Linked DNA regions of Mus musculus: regions 1 and 3 are each linked to region 2. The links are chromatin contacts, called in public HiChIP or PLAC-seq maps. All regions are on one chromosome and are shown on one strand. The core of a region is the stretch at or near the end of the contact, and the rest is flanking DNA. Distances in the headings are between cores, read along the strand shown.

Region 1 (2,700 bases), core at 171-2,670, 180 kb before region 2:
CTCTTTTAGTCAGGGGCTCTCCTCTCTGGCTCATCTTACCCTTCTCCTCTCATGGTTTAGGTAGTGTTCAGCCTGGACTCATCTCTCTGCTTGTTTTTTGGTTTTTGGTTGGTTTTTTTTTTTCCCCCCCTTAGATCTACAATAAAAATCTTCAGCTGGGCATGGTGGCACACTCTAATCCCAGCACTCGGGAGGCAGAGGCAGGCGGATTTCTGCGTTTGAGGCCAGCCTGGTCTACAAAGTGAGTTCCAGGACAGCCAGGACAATACAGAGAAACCCTGTCTCAGAAAAAAAAAAAAAAAAAAAAAATCTTCACTGTACTTTAGGAGTAGTCATGATCTCCTTTTATTTCATTTTTTTTTTTTTAATTCAGCTACTTTTCCAGGAGATCTGGGTTCAATTTTCCATACCCACATGAAAGCTCACCACTGTCTGTAACTCCAGTCCCAAGGGATTCAACAGCTTTTGGCCTTTGAGGGCACCGAGTTCCTGTACGGTGCATAGATGTACGTGAAGGCAAAACATCTATATGCATAAAATAAAAATATAGGAAAATCTTTTAAGAGTGTAGCACTTTGCCCAAGATCATCAGCCAAGTACATATTTGAGCAATTACTTAGAGATGAGAAATTCCTGGATAACAAAAGAACCAGAGTTAGAGTTGTTAGACATCTATTTAATAAGCAGACTTGAGGTCATTGAGGATGGCCCCCCTCACTCATAAGCACCTTTGGACCAGGCTCATCATAGGGAAAGGCAATGGCAAGACTTGGAGCCTGGCTTCTCCTACAGGTGTTCTTACTGCTTCCAGAGAAGAGCTGCTTTCTGGAGGTCTCCCAGGTCAAAAGCCCTTCATTATCAAGGAGCAAGTCTGGGCTGTTGCTGAATGGGCCTTGGCATTTTGGAAAGAAAACAATAAAAACAAAGGTGTTAATGTGGACTCTTGTTTGGCTCACCAGCCGAGGTCTCCTGGGGCAGAGTTCTTGCTGGGCAGGGCTGAATTCTTGATCCTGGGGAGAAGTTCTTGTTTGGAAGTTCAAGCTGCTGAGCACACACTTGGGCAAAGGAGAGATGTTCTCAGGTCTGGAGAAGGAGGGCACCTTTCTCCAGTCTCTGCTCATCACCTTGGATCCCATGGCCACCGCTGTTTTGAAAGCTGTTTGTGGGCTGGCTGTAGGGGCTCTGTGGTTTTGGCAGAAGTCACTTTGCATCCTGGGATCCACTTTAACCAGGCAGGCTCTTAACCTCTCTCCTCTCAAGGCTTTGCATGAAGAATCTAGGAAGATGAACAGTCAGGAGTATATGGATCTTGGAGAGACAGTTCTCAGAACCACAATACACTCCAGGCTGCCCCTGTGCAGCGCCTTAAACAGGAACCCAGGGGCCCTGGTGGGGCAGGAATAGCTGTTTAAAAGCCTTTCAGGCAGAGAGGGTGTGTCAAGCAGAACTTGGTTGTCTGCCCCCAGGCCTCTGGGAAGAACTCCAGGCAGCAGAGGTTTATCAAATTCCTTTCTTTACCCACCCAGCTTTGAATTTCATGGAAAACAAAAGAGAAAGTTTTCAAAACAAAGGAGCCTTGCTGGAGTCTGTGAAAAGATGTGAGTGCCTTGAATCTGGGTTTCTTTGGTCCTCATCAACCTAACAAGTGCTTAGGTAAGAACTGATGGCAAGCCCCAATTTCTCCAAGGATAAAATGGCAATAGTATGGGATCTCCTTCCTGTATCGATCGAGGATGGACAAGTCAGTCTTGCTGGCACTCAGCTTGATTCCTGGTATGGAAGTCAGTTTGACAAGGTGGCCAAAAATCACTCAGCCACCTCTCAAGTCCTATGCTAGTTAATCTTGTGTCAAAACACAAACCTAGATATATCTAGGAAGAGATATGAGAAAAATGCCTCTCTAAGATTAGCCTATAGGCAAGACTGGATGGTGTTGTCTTCATTAATAATTAATGTGGGAAGGTTAGGCTCATTAACCTTCCCACCTTGGGCAGTACCATTCCTGGGCAGGTGGCCCTGCATTGTATAAGAAAGAAGTCCCAAGCCATGAGGAGCAAGCCAATAGGCAGGATGGCAGTATATAGCCATCCTCCTAGCTTCTGCTTCAGTTCCTGCCTCCAGGTTCCTACCTTGAGTTCCTGCCCTGATTTTTGTCAGTGATGGATTGGGACCTGAGAGTTACAAGTTTTCCCCAAGTTACTTTTTGTCATAGTGCTCCATCTCGGCAATAGAAAAGTAACTCAGACAGCCATGAAGCTCTCCAAGGTGATAGGCCCTGAACATGTCACTCTGCAGGGACCCTGCTGCTCTAACCATTTGGGTGGGACATGGTGAATGCACAGGGTTAATCCGCAGACCCAGAGTCACAGGGCTCCTTCCTCTTCAAAGACCTCCTCTGGAAGCTGAGAAAGGCCTTTGGATCTTTGATATGGTTTGAGCAGATCCTCCCAGAGCTGTCATTCGGAAATGACATCTTTGCCGATTTAATTAATGGTTCCTAGATGCATCACTCTGGGCTTCCCGAACTCTTCCTAGAATCAGGAGAAGACAGAGGATGAAGCACCTGTGAAAATGGAGGCAGCCATCCGAGGGGTATGTCTACCAGCCAAGGAGAGCCGTTGGAAGCTGTGGTCAAGAGAGCAGATGCTCCTCATATGGCTGTGACACCTTGATCTTGGACTATATGACCGGAAGAAAATA
Region 2 (2,700 bases), core at 90-2,589:
CATTCATTTGCTTCTGGTCATCCTTTGTGAATAGAGCTGGTAATCTTTCTTGTCGTAGGGTTAGATGCTATCATGAACAAGCATCGTGCACAGGCTAGAGGACTTGGGTACAAATTGCACATGTTCATTGTCTCCACGTAACACCTCAAGGTGCCTGTTACCCAGTCCCAGACATGTCTAGTTCTGAGCTTCAGTGGAAATGGACTGAGTTCCTGTGCTCACAGGCAGATTGCTGTACCGTAACTCCAAGTCTCCTGGAATACGCATGTTAGCACCCCAAAGAAGTTCTTGGTATAACTCAGTGTCAGTGTCAGCCTTTGTCTTTGGCCCTCATGTGGCAACCTCAGACTCAGCAGCTGCCCAGCAGCTCACCCTGCTGCTGGAAGCTGCCTCCCTTCTGTTCAGCTGCCCACATCACTCACTGCCCCTAGCAGCTTGCCCTCTTGCCCAGCCACCCCCGGCTTTGCTCCAGCAGGCTTCCCTGCTTTGCCACGTGTCTCCTTCCCTGTCTCTGGAAGGTGCAAACTGATGTCCCTCTCTCCAGGACCCAGATGCCTTCTGGAAATGGCAGGACAGGAACAGACCATGGAGGGTCACAAGGTGCTCATGGTGGTAAACCCAAACCTTGCTTGCTTGGTGGAGATTTGCTAAAAGCTGGCGTGCTCCTTCACATCTTGTCCTGGGGTTTCTTAGCACCTCTCTTTGGGGGACCTCAGATGCTCCGAGTCCTGGAGTTTTTAAACTGGTAGGCTCTGGATGTTCTTAGCAACCCCTCATTTTATGCTGCTTTGAATTCGTGAGTGACCCACCCAAGATCACAGGGCCAGTCCAGGGTGCAGATCCCCAGGCCCTTATTTTGTTGTATATTGTCTGTGAATATAGGAAACAGGGTGTCTCTCTCAAGGGATGCGCCTTCTGCCCCACTCCACCACCTTCTTCAGACTCAAGAATCTCTCTCCTCCCGCTGTTCATTATTCCAACCCACCTTGTCTTGACCCCCCAGTCCCTCGGGCCTCAGAACCAGGCAGGAAGGGATCAGGTCCCCTCACTGATCCCTTCTAAGCAGGACTCACCGTGGCCAGGATGTTGCCCACCCTCAGGACTGCCACGGCTGCCAGCGTCCAGGGCAGGAGCCACCTCATGCCTGGAAGTCAGCGTCACAGGAGCTACGGCTCAGCCCAGAGGATGCGGATGCCTCTCCAGGGAGCTGGGCCAGGACTGGGCTGGCCCATCAGAGCAGCGGAGAGCCTTCCTCAGCCCCCGGGGGCGTTTGTCAAAGCGACATCTGACGTCAGGCCAACAGACTAGCCCTGCATTTTCCTCTAAAAAAACTTTTTCTGCTACTCTCCCCCTCTCTCTTTTTCTTTCCTCTGTCCCCACCTCCAGCCCAGCTTGGCCAGCCTCCCCGCTCTGACAGCTCTTAAAGGGAAAGTCCCAGACTCCACAGGGTAAGGTGAATGAATTCTCACCCAGCATCCTCCACGCTCTAGGAGGGCTCAGGCTCTCCGGACAGGAGGGAGGAAACAGAAGGGTGCGGGCTGGAGGTAGGGAAGGTAGAGGCATTGTGAGGACTTTGAGAGGGCTCTGGGGATGGGGGTGGGGTGGGAGGACTTGCATCTCACTTAGCTCTTCCCTGTGCTAGCCTTTCTTCACTGTCTCCCCACCTCTGAGTCAGAGGCAAGCAAAAAAGGTTCTTATTCCAGCCAGAAATGACAAGAATTTATCACTGACACGCCTGGAGGTGCGATCTGTCAGCAGGGTCTGCCCTGCTCCTCAAGGCCATACCCACTGGTTCAGTTCCTCTCCCAGCCAGGCTGCTCTGCCAGGGATCCTCAGTCCATTAGCCTGTCTTCAGTGTCTTTGAATATTTTTTATTCTTGGAAGGACAGAACTCCTGGCCTTGGTTCTTTCCAGACCCTAGTCAAAGAAATCTCAAGTTTGCATAACAAAGAGATGGCAGGGTGGGGGTGTGTGGGGGTGGGAGTTGGGGGGTTTGGGGGATGGGGAGGAATCTTTTGAGGACCCAGATCTATAGCCTCTGCATCTTCTCAAGGGTGCTGTTCAGTCTCCTGTCTCAGATTCCCCTGTTCCCTTGCTCTCCTGTTCCTGCATCTCAGAAAAACCAGAGTGGTTCTCAGCCTGGCATTATGGACAATGAAGGTCATCTCCTAGGTACTGCCAGCCAGTGCCTGTCCTATGTTCTTCTCTTCGTCCAGACTCCATGGCACCTGCTCACTGCTGCCTGTCCCCTACCAAGTATGAAGTTTTCCTTCTGTGCACAAACCACTCCCCTCTCGTGTTTCCTGGTAGCTCAGTGTTGCTGCTTGTTTGGGGGATGCTGTCTGTTTGGAGCTGCAGTGGCTGTACCCACTGAAATCATTTTATTCCCCTCTCGGTCCACCCTCTGACTACCACACATCCCATACCTCCTTCCTGCCCCCCCCCATCTCCATGAGGATGTCTCCACCCCCTACCCCCACTCCACCAGACCTCTAAATTCCCTGGGGCCTCCAGTCTCTTGAGGGGTTAGTTGCATCTTCTCTGATTAAATCCAGACCCAGCAGTCCTCTGCTTTATATTTGTTGGGGGCTTCATATCAGCTGGTGCATGCTGCCTGGTTGGTGGTCCAGTAACTGAGAGATCTAGGGGATCCACATGAATTGAGGCTGTTTGGGGACCTCATTTCTTGAGAGAGAGAGG
Region 3 (2,700 bases), core at 131-2,630, 200 kb after region 2:
ACCAAGCCCTCAGTGATTGAAAGGCTGGCCCATACCTGGATCTGGCAGAAGCCACGGGCTATCAGCTCATCCAGTATGAAGACCTGGAAGGCCTGCAGCAAGCCGGAGTAGTCAACACTGCACATCTTTCCTGGTGGGAGCAGGAGCTGGAAGTGTGCTTGAGTTTGCATGGTCTGCCACAGCTGAGGCCCTGCAGCCAAGCACAAGAGGTCAGTGGGCTGGGGCAATAGGTCTGTAGGATTTCTTCCTGGGGATTTATTTTCCCTTCTGCATAGTCCCTCCTAAGTTAGCATAAGCACATAAACCTTGGCTTTCTGGTTCACTGCTTTAACTCTGAATCACTGAGCCTCCTCACAGCAAGCTGAGAGCTGCTCCTCTCTCTGAATCAAGTTGCCTCTTCATAGGGATTCTGACATTCTCCCTGGAAAGTCTCCCATACTTCTTTGCGTATAAATACCATCACCTCACATAATTCAGCAGGATAGGAGTGGATGCTCTCTAATGCTGCTCAGTGTTGAATGAAGGTTGACTTGGTCTTAATTTCAGCTGGGACCACTCTGTCATAATCAAGGGGCAGGCCACATATTTGTTCAAACCACATCATAAACGTTTTCTGTATGAGAATCCTCTATAACCCTAATTCTATCCTGGGCACTCTGGCAGTCAGCTACAGTCTTGTGATGTAGGTCAGTCCCAGAATGTGGGTCTCCACGTCAGATACCTTTCCTACCACTGACCCCAGGAAGGTCAAGTATAAGGTGCCAGCTGTCTAGTTCATCTGGGGCTACTCACAGTCTGACTTGGCTATGCTATGTCCCATGCTACCGCAACACTACTACATGTGTAGGTGGGCTTGTCTTTACTTGAGTTGACTGGGTTCTCTGTGACAACAGAAGAAACTGCACATAGGAAGAGTCCTGCATTTACTCGAGATACTGATGCTCACCTGGCAGAGGTCTTGGACCTCTCCCCTACCAGGCATTCTCCACGGAGAGCAAGGTGAATGTGGGGAGAGGTTAGGGCTCACTGTAGGTACACAGGAAGCTCAGAGCACATTATATATGGTCCCTAACTCAGCAGCAGGGGCAGCCACCAGCTGAATATGTTCCCAGTCCAAGTAACCACAAGGAACCTAGAAAAATGTCAACTTTCCCATATGTCATTTGGCTCATGGAGCCACCAATAAAATCTAGTCTGCTCTGTCTAGAAGCAGTGCTCCATGTGACCAGCTCTCCAACCCTGATCACCTGACGTGAAAAGGCTGTACTTGAGTGGCAGGAAGTCTCTAACAATAGCCCTGAGAGTGAAGGATGAGTCTCCCCAGTGCTACTCACTTTGACAGGCTCGGGGTGGTGGCAGTGTCACCCAGTGCTGACTCTCCAGGCTACAAATCAGTGGCCCTGGTGAAAACGCACTCCGGAGGCCCTGGCGGCACAGCAGCTGGCACTGCTGAACAGTCGTCACTCCTGAGCTAGAGGCTGTCTCGCAGAAGATCACTCCATCAGCCACATCTGACCCAGAGAATGGCAGTGGACACTGTGGGCCTAGGAGCAGCGATGGAGAAGAGGCATGGGTACCTCCCAGACTTAAACCCAGCTCTGCCTACCCATCTGCTTCCCTTGATTGTTCCCCAAGCCCTTTCTCATTGTGTCCTGCTCTGTCAGGGCCTAGTTCTTTTCCCTCCTTCTATGACTCCTCACTGGATAAGTCCACTGTCTCTCAGTTTCACCAGACAGGCAGAAAAGGTGAGTCGTAAGCAGCACCTCCAGCTACATTACAAATCCAGGGACCACCATCCTCTGTACCTCAGGGCTCACAGTTCAGCTGTTGTCCACTACAACTCCCACTTTAACACTCAGAACTGAGCCTGGCCAACTTCAGGCCTCATGACATGAAGGTTCCAAGTTTGCTCCCCTCCGCTGGGTTTGAATGAGCAGTGTTTCCTAGCACCTAATCAAGAGTTAGATTTCCAGAGCACTTCGGGATTCTCTGATAACTTGGGCAGTTTCTAGTCCCCATCTATACTCAGTCACTAAGAGTTCCCCAAAGTCCTCCCATTCCTACAGGGGTATGAAGATGTCACCTCCTTTCAGGATATTTCCCAAGCAGTCTGCCCCTGTATGAGATACAGATGGGCTTGTGGGTCTGGTGAGAACTTTGGCTCTCCAAAGATTCCTAGTATAGACCCACAGCCCAGAGTAGAAGGACACCTCAGTCATCAAGGTGACTGTTAAGCTCTTAGCTTTGTGTCCTTGGCTAGAACATCGATTTGGTTTTTTTTGGGGGGGGGGGTTGTTGTTGTTTGTTTTGTTTTCGTTTTTGTTTTTTATATTTTGGTTTCGTTTGGTTGGGTTTTATTTTGTTTTAGGTACAGCACTGCTTTTTTTTTTTTTTCACCCAAATGGGACTCAAACTGGTGATCCACCTGCCAGGGTGTGCTGGGCTCACAGGCATTGCCTCCATGGCAGGATTTTATTGAGTTTATTATAAAATATAATAATACATTTTCTTATTTTTACATGTGCTCATGTGATGGATAAGTCAGTACTTGATATTCAAGTAACATCCTGAATTATAAATAAAGATTATGCATCACATGATTGGGGACAATAGAGAAAACCAGGCCAGACTCTACTGAGCTACCACAATAGATTCCTGGGGATCTTCTCACTTTCCAGGCCAGGCTATGATTTTTGGAAG

The links. HiChIP or PLAC-seq counts read pairs in DNA pulled down with a chosen protein or histone mark.
Region 1: a contact with region 2 is called in an H3K27ac HiChIP or PLAC-seq map of embryonic stem cells, with 3 times the contacts expected there. The contact joins the enhancer-like site here to the promoter of Ccn4 in region 2. A contact is called at or near these places in 2 of 15 datasets of contacts at CTCF or cohesin (the NIH/3T3 cell line and liver), 5 of 484 Hi-C or Micro-C datasets (bone marrow-derived macrophages, liver and muscle stem cells), 10 of 115 datasets of contacts at active chromatin or transcription factors (craniofacial prominence, differentiating embryonic stem cells, double positive thymocytes and 5 more) and 4 of 9 other capture datasets (adipose tissue, bone marrow-derived macrophages, embryonic stem cells and 1 more).
Region 3: an H3K4me3 HiChIP or PLAC-seq map of the SCID.adh cell line shows a contact between it and region 2, with 3 times the contacts expected there. The contact joins the enhancer-like site here to the promoter of Ccn4 in region 2. A contact is called at or near these places in 3 of 39 promoter capture datasets (embryonic stem cells, neural stem cells and stem cell-derived epiblast-like cells), 2 of 15 datasets of contacts at CTCF or cohesin (CD8 T cells and the NIH/3T3 cell line), 34 of 484 Hi-C or Micro-C datasets (the G1E-ER4 cell line, Th17 cells, bone marrow and 20 more), 22 of 115 datasets of contacts at active chromatin or transcription factors (the 230-238 cell line, CD8 T cells, the HPC-7 cell line and 18 more) and 4 of 9 other capture datasets (adipose tissue, embryonic stem cells, liver and 1 more).

What each region holds. Positions count from the first base shown.
Region 1 is chr15:67,070,016-67,072,715 of GRCm38.p6, reverse strand. No RefSeq gene overlaps it. Among named protein-coding and RNA genes, the nearest start is that of Gm31342, 32 kb to the right of the region's middle. Within about 2 kb of position 1,420, at least 24 of the 459 cell types and tissues checked have an H3K27ac peak or open chromatin away from gene starts, as enhancers often do. A contact at or near this core is called in embryonic stem cells, where this site is marked.
Region 2 is chr15:66,890,008-66,892,707 of GRCm38.p6, reverse strand. It overlaps Ccn4 (cellular communication network factor 4), which reads right to left and starts at 1,339. Exons shown (of 5, transcript NM_018865.3): 1 at 1,074-1,339. The coding sequence starts at 1,142. It overlaps Gm46514 (a long non-coding RNA gene), which reads left to right and starts at 1,377. Exons shown (of 3, transcript XR_001781648.2): 1 at 1,377-1,448.
Region 3 is chr15:66,693,586-66,696,285 of GRCm38.p6, reverse strand. It overlaps Tg (thyroglobulin), which reads right to left. Exons shown (of 48, transcript NM_009375.2): 17 at 1,335-1,544; 18 at 36-190. Among named protein-coding and RNA genes, the nearest start is that of Tg, 24 kb to the right of the region's middle. Within about 2 kb of position 1,380, at least 13 of the 459 cell types and tissues checked have an H3K27ac peak or open chromatin away from gene starts, as enhancers often do. A contact at or near this core is called in the SCID.adh cell line and regulatory T cells, where this site is marked.